2 separate regions of the Zea mays genome follow, and region 2 is linked to region 1. The links are chromatin contacts, called in public Hi-C maps. All regions are on one chromosome and are shown on one strand. Each heading gives the region's core, a stretch centred on a gene start, on an enhancer-like site or on the middle of the called end of the contact. The rest is flanking DNA. Distances are from core to core; before and after follow the strand shown.

Evidence for each region. Hi-C and Micro-C count contacts between places; a contact is called where the count stands out from the background.
Region 2: a Hi-C map of tassel shows a contact between it and region 1, with 2.9 times the contacts expected there. The contact joins the enhancer-like site here to the promoter of LOC100281703 in region 1. A contact is called at or near these places in 3 of 25 Hi-C or Micro-C datasets (ear, endosperm and tassel).

What each region holds. Positions count from the first base shown.
Region 1 is chr4:92,047,399-92,050,542 of Zm-B73-REFERENCE-NAM-5.0, reverse strand. It overlaps LOC100281703, which reads left to right and starts at 1,731. Exons shown (of 9, transcript NM_001154623.2): 1 at 1,731-2,060; 2 at 2,158-2,220; 3 at 2,617-2,707; 4 at 2,908-2,984. The coding sequence starts at 1,881.
Region 2 is chr4:92,521,228-92,524,732 of Zm-B73-REFERENCE-NAM-5.0, reverse strand. No RefSeq gene overlaps it. Among protein-coding and RNA genes, the nearest start is that of LOC118476927, 83 kb to the right of the region's middle. Within about 2 kb of position 2,167, at least 19 of the 20 cell types and tissues checked have an H3K27ac peak or open chromatin away from gene starts, as enhancers often do. A contact at or near this core is called in ear, endosperm and tassel, where this site is marked.

The sequences.
Region 1 (3,144 bases), core at 482-2,981:
ACTTCCCCACGCACATCTCACAAAAGGTTGTGAAGCGGATTATGAGGTACCTACGTTTCACTCCTGAGTTTGGTTTGTAGTATTCCTCATGGTCTGTTCTGTATTTGTGTGGTTACTGTGATGCTGATTTTGCGGGTTGCCGTTTGGAGCGCAAGTCTACTTCTGGGACTTGTCAGTTTTTGAGGATTTTGTTGGTTTCATGGTCTTCTCGAAAACAGTCTAGTGTTGCCCTATCTACTATAGAGGCCAGAATATGCCTTATCAACGTCAGACATCAACTGCTTCTCCTGGTCACAACATCCTCCTCATGAAGCACTAAGAAAAAATAAAACAAAAAAATAATATGATTAGTTTATATCCCTTGTGAAAAAATAACTGAGAATAAAACTAGAAAAATCTAGAAAAAAACACAAGAGTGTGAATATGGGATGGTAGAAAAAACAAGAAACGAAACGAGACGGACAAGGACTCACCGTCCGCTAGTTGTTGGTCTTCTCCACTTGCAGAGCGCGGCACCGAGTATGGATCTAGGACGAGAAGTAGACGAGCGATGATGATAAGAGTAGAATCCAATCCATCCAAGTGTGGACAAGGCCGTTCCTGACTTTTCAGGGGCCTAGTGTGAAATCCGATATGGATACCCCATCCACACACAAATATATATAATTATACAAATATTATCAAATATTTGACGTATAAAATTATTATGCACTGTTTTGAAGTTTATAAGATAACAAATGTAAAATATAGTAAAAAAACACTTACTTGTTATCTGATATCATTAATAATATCTTCTAACATTTTATGATACAAAGTCATCGTTTATATCATTGAGATCAATCTCATCCAACAATTTTTTTCGATATATAGAATCACCAAGCCATTTAACATCTCTTGAGTTATTGTTGGCCATAAATAGTTCACAAAAATATTTCAATTTTTAAAAGCTCCTCTCTGCCGATGCAATCATCATATGTATAGTAAATAGTACTATCTCTATATCAAAATAAAATTTGTTTTGCTTCTTTAGTGAATTCATCATCATCTAGTTGAATATAAACATAAAAATCAAGAGTTAAAACAAAATACTATTTTGAAACAGATAGAGTATTCGATAAGTAATTGAGACATTAACTTAATAATCTAAATGAGACTGGTCGATAGCGCAATCGGTCTTTACATATTTATGTCTAGAATAGATAGATTTAATAGAAAAAAGTGCTAGCTTCTATTGGCTAGGTGTCCCTCCGTTTTTTGGGGCCTGGTGCGGCCGCACCTTCCCCACCCCAGATACGGCGTTGAGCGTGGATCTATAAGATTCTCCAAGATGTGGCGTGATGCTTCGAGATGTTGTGGTGCTCAGTGATGTGCTAGGCGGGGTAGCGTGCGGATGACTGCGGGTGACGGCACTGAGGCAGGTGATGGTGGTGGGTGAGGGCGTTCACAGATTAAGCAGAGGCGAAGACGATCCAAGAAGTGGAGCCCTATCTCTATCAAACGTGGTGTAAGGAAACCTGTACGTAACCCTTCCAAACGGGCAGCTGGACGTGTTTTTTTATCGGTGGACCGCCCGTCCGGTTTCGGTGTTCCCAAAAGAAGCGCATAATTTGATCATGGATAGGTTCTCGTAACAAAATGTTTTTTTTCTGGATTCCGAAGGAAAAAGGACGAACAGAGAACCCGTGTTTTAACTTTTTTGTTTACACACCCGCCGTACAGTGATGTATGCTGTAGTACCACCATCCTTTCCTCTAGAGTTCAAAAATCTACTGATCTAGAGGCGGGCCGGCCTCCCATGCCGCCACCGCCGCCTCCAGGACCACCTCACCAGCGCCGTCGCCGCGGCGCTTCTTCGCAGCTTCGCCCTCTGGCCGTGGGATATGGTCCAGTCACGGCGGCGCAGCGGCAACTACCGTTGCCCGCGCCGCGCCGCACTGCCGGCGGCAGCGCTCCTGCTCTTCCTCCTCGCCGCCGTCGCGCTGCTCTACGTCTCCCCGCCGCCGCTCGCAGACCACCCCGTGCTCGCTTCCTCCCGCCGCCGCCGCTCGGCCCATACCTTGGTATCGCATCGCACTAGTAACCTAGCCGCCTCTGCTTTTTTTTTCCCTTCACATCTCTCGATCTAACCTATCTTGCTTTATGCTCTCGCTCGCTCAGCTGAACAGCTCCGGCGCCGGTAGCATGGAGGAGTTCGAGCGCCGCGAGATTTCCCGTGCTCCGGTAAGTATGCCCTTTTCCGGTTAGACCGAGTGCAGCAGATCTCACTAGCCTTTATCCTGTTTATATTAGTAAAGTTGTGAGTTCAACACTCTGGATTACCCTTTTGATTTGTAGGTAAATGAATTGGGTGCCACATCATGTGCCATTTTTCAGCAAATTAGACTGTGACAAGCTATTGGTTTTTCTTGTTATTTTGGTTCTAGACGAGTGAAATTCGCTTCCTCTAATACATGTTTGAGCTTAACTGGATTTTATTTATGTTGCCATAAAATTATTTCGATATGCATGCCCTTTATCTTCAGAGTTCCTGCATCATGATTTGGTTGCTTTCCTAAGGCATGTGAAATTTAATTTTATTTTTATAATTGATGAGTTTATTACAACTTTAAAATGTAGACGAATGGTTCGGCCGTCAGGGATGACCTTTGGGGTTCAAAGCTTGCTAGCAAATTTTATGGGTGCAGCAACTCAAGCAGCAGGTTTCTTGGTAGGCAAACTTTTTAAAATCCACTGTTGGTAGAAATTTGGTGAAACTGCATTGGACAATTTTATTTGTTCCACAGTTCTACAAGGCTACAAATGCTAGGTGTTTAGTTGTAATTAATGCTTTTGAGATTCGGGAAATAGTTTTGACTGCATCTTTTGTTAAATTTTACCTGAAGCAGTTTTTGTTTCAAAATTGTGTAGACTCAAATATTACTACCCAACCAGAGCGCTATTTGATGATTGTTACAAGTGGAGGCCTGAATCAACAGAGAACAGGGGTAAGTGTATTCTAATTGTTTGTTTCCCATAAATAATATGCACATGGATTGACAGGAGTGTAGGACAAAGCATGTGGTACAACCTTGTTATACATGTTTATGCACTACTTTATAGTTTCATTGTCCTCTATTACAGTAAACCCTTGAAACTCTTTGAGTT
Region 2 (3,505 bases), core at 918-3,417, 470 kb before region 1:
CTAGGTCTAACCTTATCGTCCTGACGATCTATCCAACATTGGTTTCTAAGCAAGTTTTACTTTTGAAAAGTTGGTATTCATGACTTATTGACTTCTCTGTAATGGTATTCGCTCCGATACCAGCTCTGGCGCAACCACCCGAATTATTCCAACTTAAGTTCCCGAGTCACGCCTTGAAGGCAGGAACACACTTAAATCGGAATAACCCGTTAGTCCCTCGGATCTAGTCTGATAAAGCCACTTACCAAGGATCGAATACCACTAGCTCACTCGAAGGTGAGGCACAGAGAATACAATAAAGCATAATACCACAAATTTAAGAAGTATCAGTAGTGATTACATTATCGGAGTTTCAAAAGCAGTAACAACAGTTTTTAGTGCAGCGGAAATAATTAATGGAGAAAACCGAATAACATGGCGAAGCCTGACCACTCTACTGTAACACCTAAAAATTTTGTCTTAAGAATTTAGTAAAACTTTCCAAAATTTTTGAGTAAATCCTCTAGAAAAGAATTTTCTCCTTAACAAAATAAACATGTTTTCTAATAAAGGACATCTATATGAATTAGGTTCTCTCTTTTATTTGAGCTATAAAATTTAGATAAAGCATCTTTTAGTAAAGGTTGTACACTAGAAATTTGCTCCTCTTAAAAGCAACTATTTTTGTGTATGTGAATTTGCATATTTAAAAAAACATGATACTTAAATGAGATAATAATAAATATTTATACACTTGGCATCATGTTGGAGTTTATTTGATTGTGCATTTAAAAATAATGATAATAGGAATATACAAATGGTCAAATAGGCATTTAAACCTAAATTTGGAAATTAAGATGTGGAGAAAGGAAGAAAAGAAATATTATAAAATTCATAAAAAACGTAAACTCTATCCATACTTGTAAGATTAAAGTCTACCTTTAGTTTAAGTACAAAATTCATATTCATAGTTGAATTCAAATTCGAAACCTAAATATGAAAATGAGAGAAATAGAAAATAGAAAATAGAAATGGAAATATAAAAGAAAAAGAAGAAAAACCCGCTGTTGGGCCGCACCCTCACAATTCGGCCCACTTCTCCCATCTCCTCGCGCAGCCAGCCCAACTCATCTTAGGGCGCGGCAGCAGCGCGCATCACCCTGGCCACCACTCGCTGACGGTGCGGGCCCCGCATGTCATCTCTCTTTCCCCTCCGTAATAACCCGAGAATAGAAAAATTCGTGGGGTCCGAGCTTCTAGCCATGAAATCGGATCCTAGCAACAAACTTTTGCGGGAATTCAACTATTCCCTTCGGCTGGCTGGACCTCCCGGTCATGGTGCTTAAATGCAGAACTAGACTTTCCTTTTCATTTTTTTCTGCCATCTCGAGCCGCCACCTCCGTGCTCGATTCTTCTGCCTCGTGCTCGTCGTTCCGTGCTTCTTCCCTACCTAGTCCTACATCACCTCCCCATCCGCCTTTGGCTCGCAACCGGCGGCCCTCACCATTAATGGACTCCCACTCCCCCCTTGGCGGTACAGCCGGAAGCTGCTGAAACGGCACGGTACACATACAGCCTGAGGCTGCGGTGGCGGCCGGATGTGGAGGAGTACTTCATCATGGCGTACAGCCGCTCGGGTGGTGCTTATGTCCGCATCGAGGGGGTGATGTGTGGCTGGACGGTGGGGAATTGCTCGCTGTAGCCGTGCGAATCTGCAACGCCGCCATTGATTGTAGCCATCGTCGCCTCCCAACCTCCGTTGTGCGGTTCCAGGCATTCTACAGGGTTGGTAGATCGTGTACACGGGCCTAATCCAGCGCTGAGGCCTGCGGTGCGGCGGAATTTCTCATCGGTTCTTCATCCAGGCAGTCGGGCCGTGGGTCACCGTGGGCAGTGCTGCTGTCGCCACCGAGAACGGTATGATGCACTCCATTACATTCCCCATACTCTCTGCTTTGTTATGCAAGCATCAGAATCATGTTGTAGGCAGAAATCGGAGATTAAGCTAGTGGCCCGTTAATGCCGCGCCGCCGTGGGTGGAATGCCGCCGCCGGTCGGTCGTCACCTGAGTGGGAATCGGCTCCTGGCCGTTCGATTTTGTTGTGCGGTCAGGATTAGGACGGTGTAACGGTTCGCGTTAGGTTGATCTTGGCCGTCGAGATCGAAACGGATGGCCGGATCGGTTGTCCGTGTTTTCCCTCCCACACAATAGATCAGGGTCGTTGATCCTGCCGCGGGTGGCTGTGATGGCATAGGAATATTCCCGTTTGGCAATCTAATCTGGCGCGTTGAGTGGAGATCGGACGACTGTGGGTTGCCGATACCCCTTCGTCGTGCTCTTCTTTCAAAAGAGACCCTGAGAAAGTGACAAAACAACCTGGAGTCCTAGCGACTGGGGATCTGAGTCTTAGGAATGTTTCTGTTTTAGTCCTTGGACTTTTTGTTAATATTGCGCGCAGACCAGATCTGTAAGGAAATTGAGAAATCCATTTAAAAAGTGATTTTCAATATAAAACTAATTGCAGAAACTTGTTTAAATCATAGAAAATCTATTCTAGCTCCTTTTTAGTCCATTCGAGTTTCTATAATTTTGTAATATTATGGTTTATCATCTAGTACCACTGTTTTCACATGAAAGTCATATTAAAATTTATATCCCATTTAATATTGTACAAAACACATAAAATCATTAGAAATTCATAACTTAAAATCTATGATTCCGATTTGATCCGGTCAAGTTGCGTTAGTCTCGTACGAATATTTACTATGCAATAACAACATTTATTATACCATGTCTCATTATTTTATGATTAAATCTTTACTTAACTTATGTTGGTTATTCTTGTTAATGTGCTCATCATTATCTACTAAACTGTGATCTATAGTCAATTTATAATTTAGATTAAAGTTGAATTAATTACTATTTTTGGTTATCTTTTCTCTGGTATTATAAAATAACACCTAGTTTTAATCATTTAATCACATCATAACTTGATGACCCCCGACTTCGATCTTAGTAGTTCTCGATCCCACGACCTCGTAACTTCGCGTAGATCATTATTATGAAGTTTGTTCTTATGCATGGTGTGATGTTAATTTTGTCTATACCATGTCTGTTTGTATTGCTACGATTAGCAGTGAGGTCACGAGGATCTGAAGAATCACCTTGGTTACTGGAATCTCAAGTGCCAAGCAAGTTGTGCCCTTGATCCACTTTTATTACCCAATAATATTCTTTATTATCACTATTCATGCATAAGTTTTGTTGGGGACTTGTTCTCAAATGCTATGAGTTAAGAACAAGGCAACACAAAAATGTTAATGGTTAAAGACCTTCGTCCTTCAAAGCATTATCTCCCTTAGGATACAATGATCTTTAGACGAAGGTTATGAAGGACATACCTTCATTATATCAGTATATAATAATGAAAGTAGAAGTATATGAAACATGGAAAACAACATGAACAATCATATTGAATTGTAACATTATTTATATTCTCATTATTTCATCATGGGCAAACATTA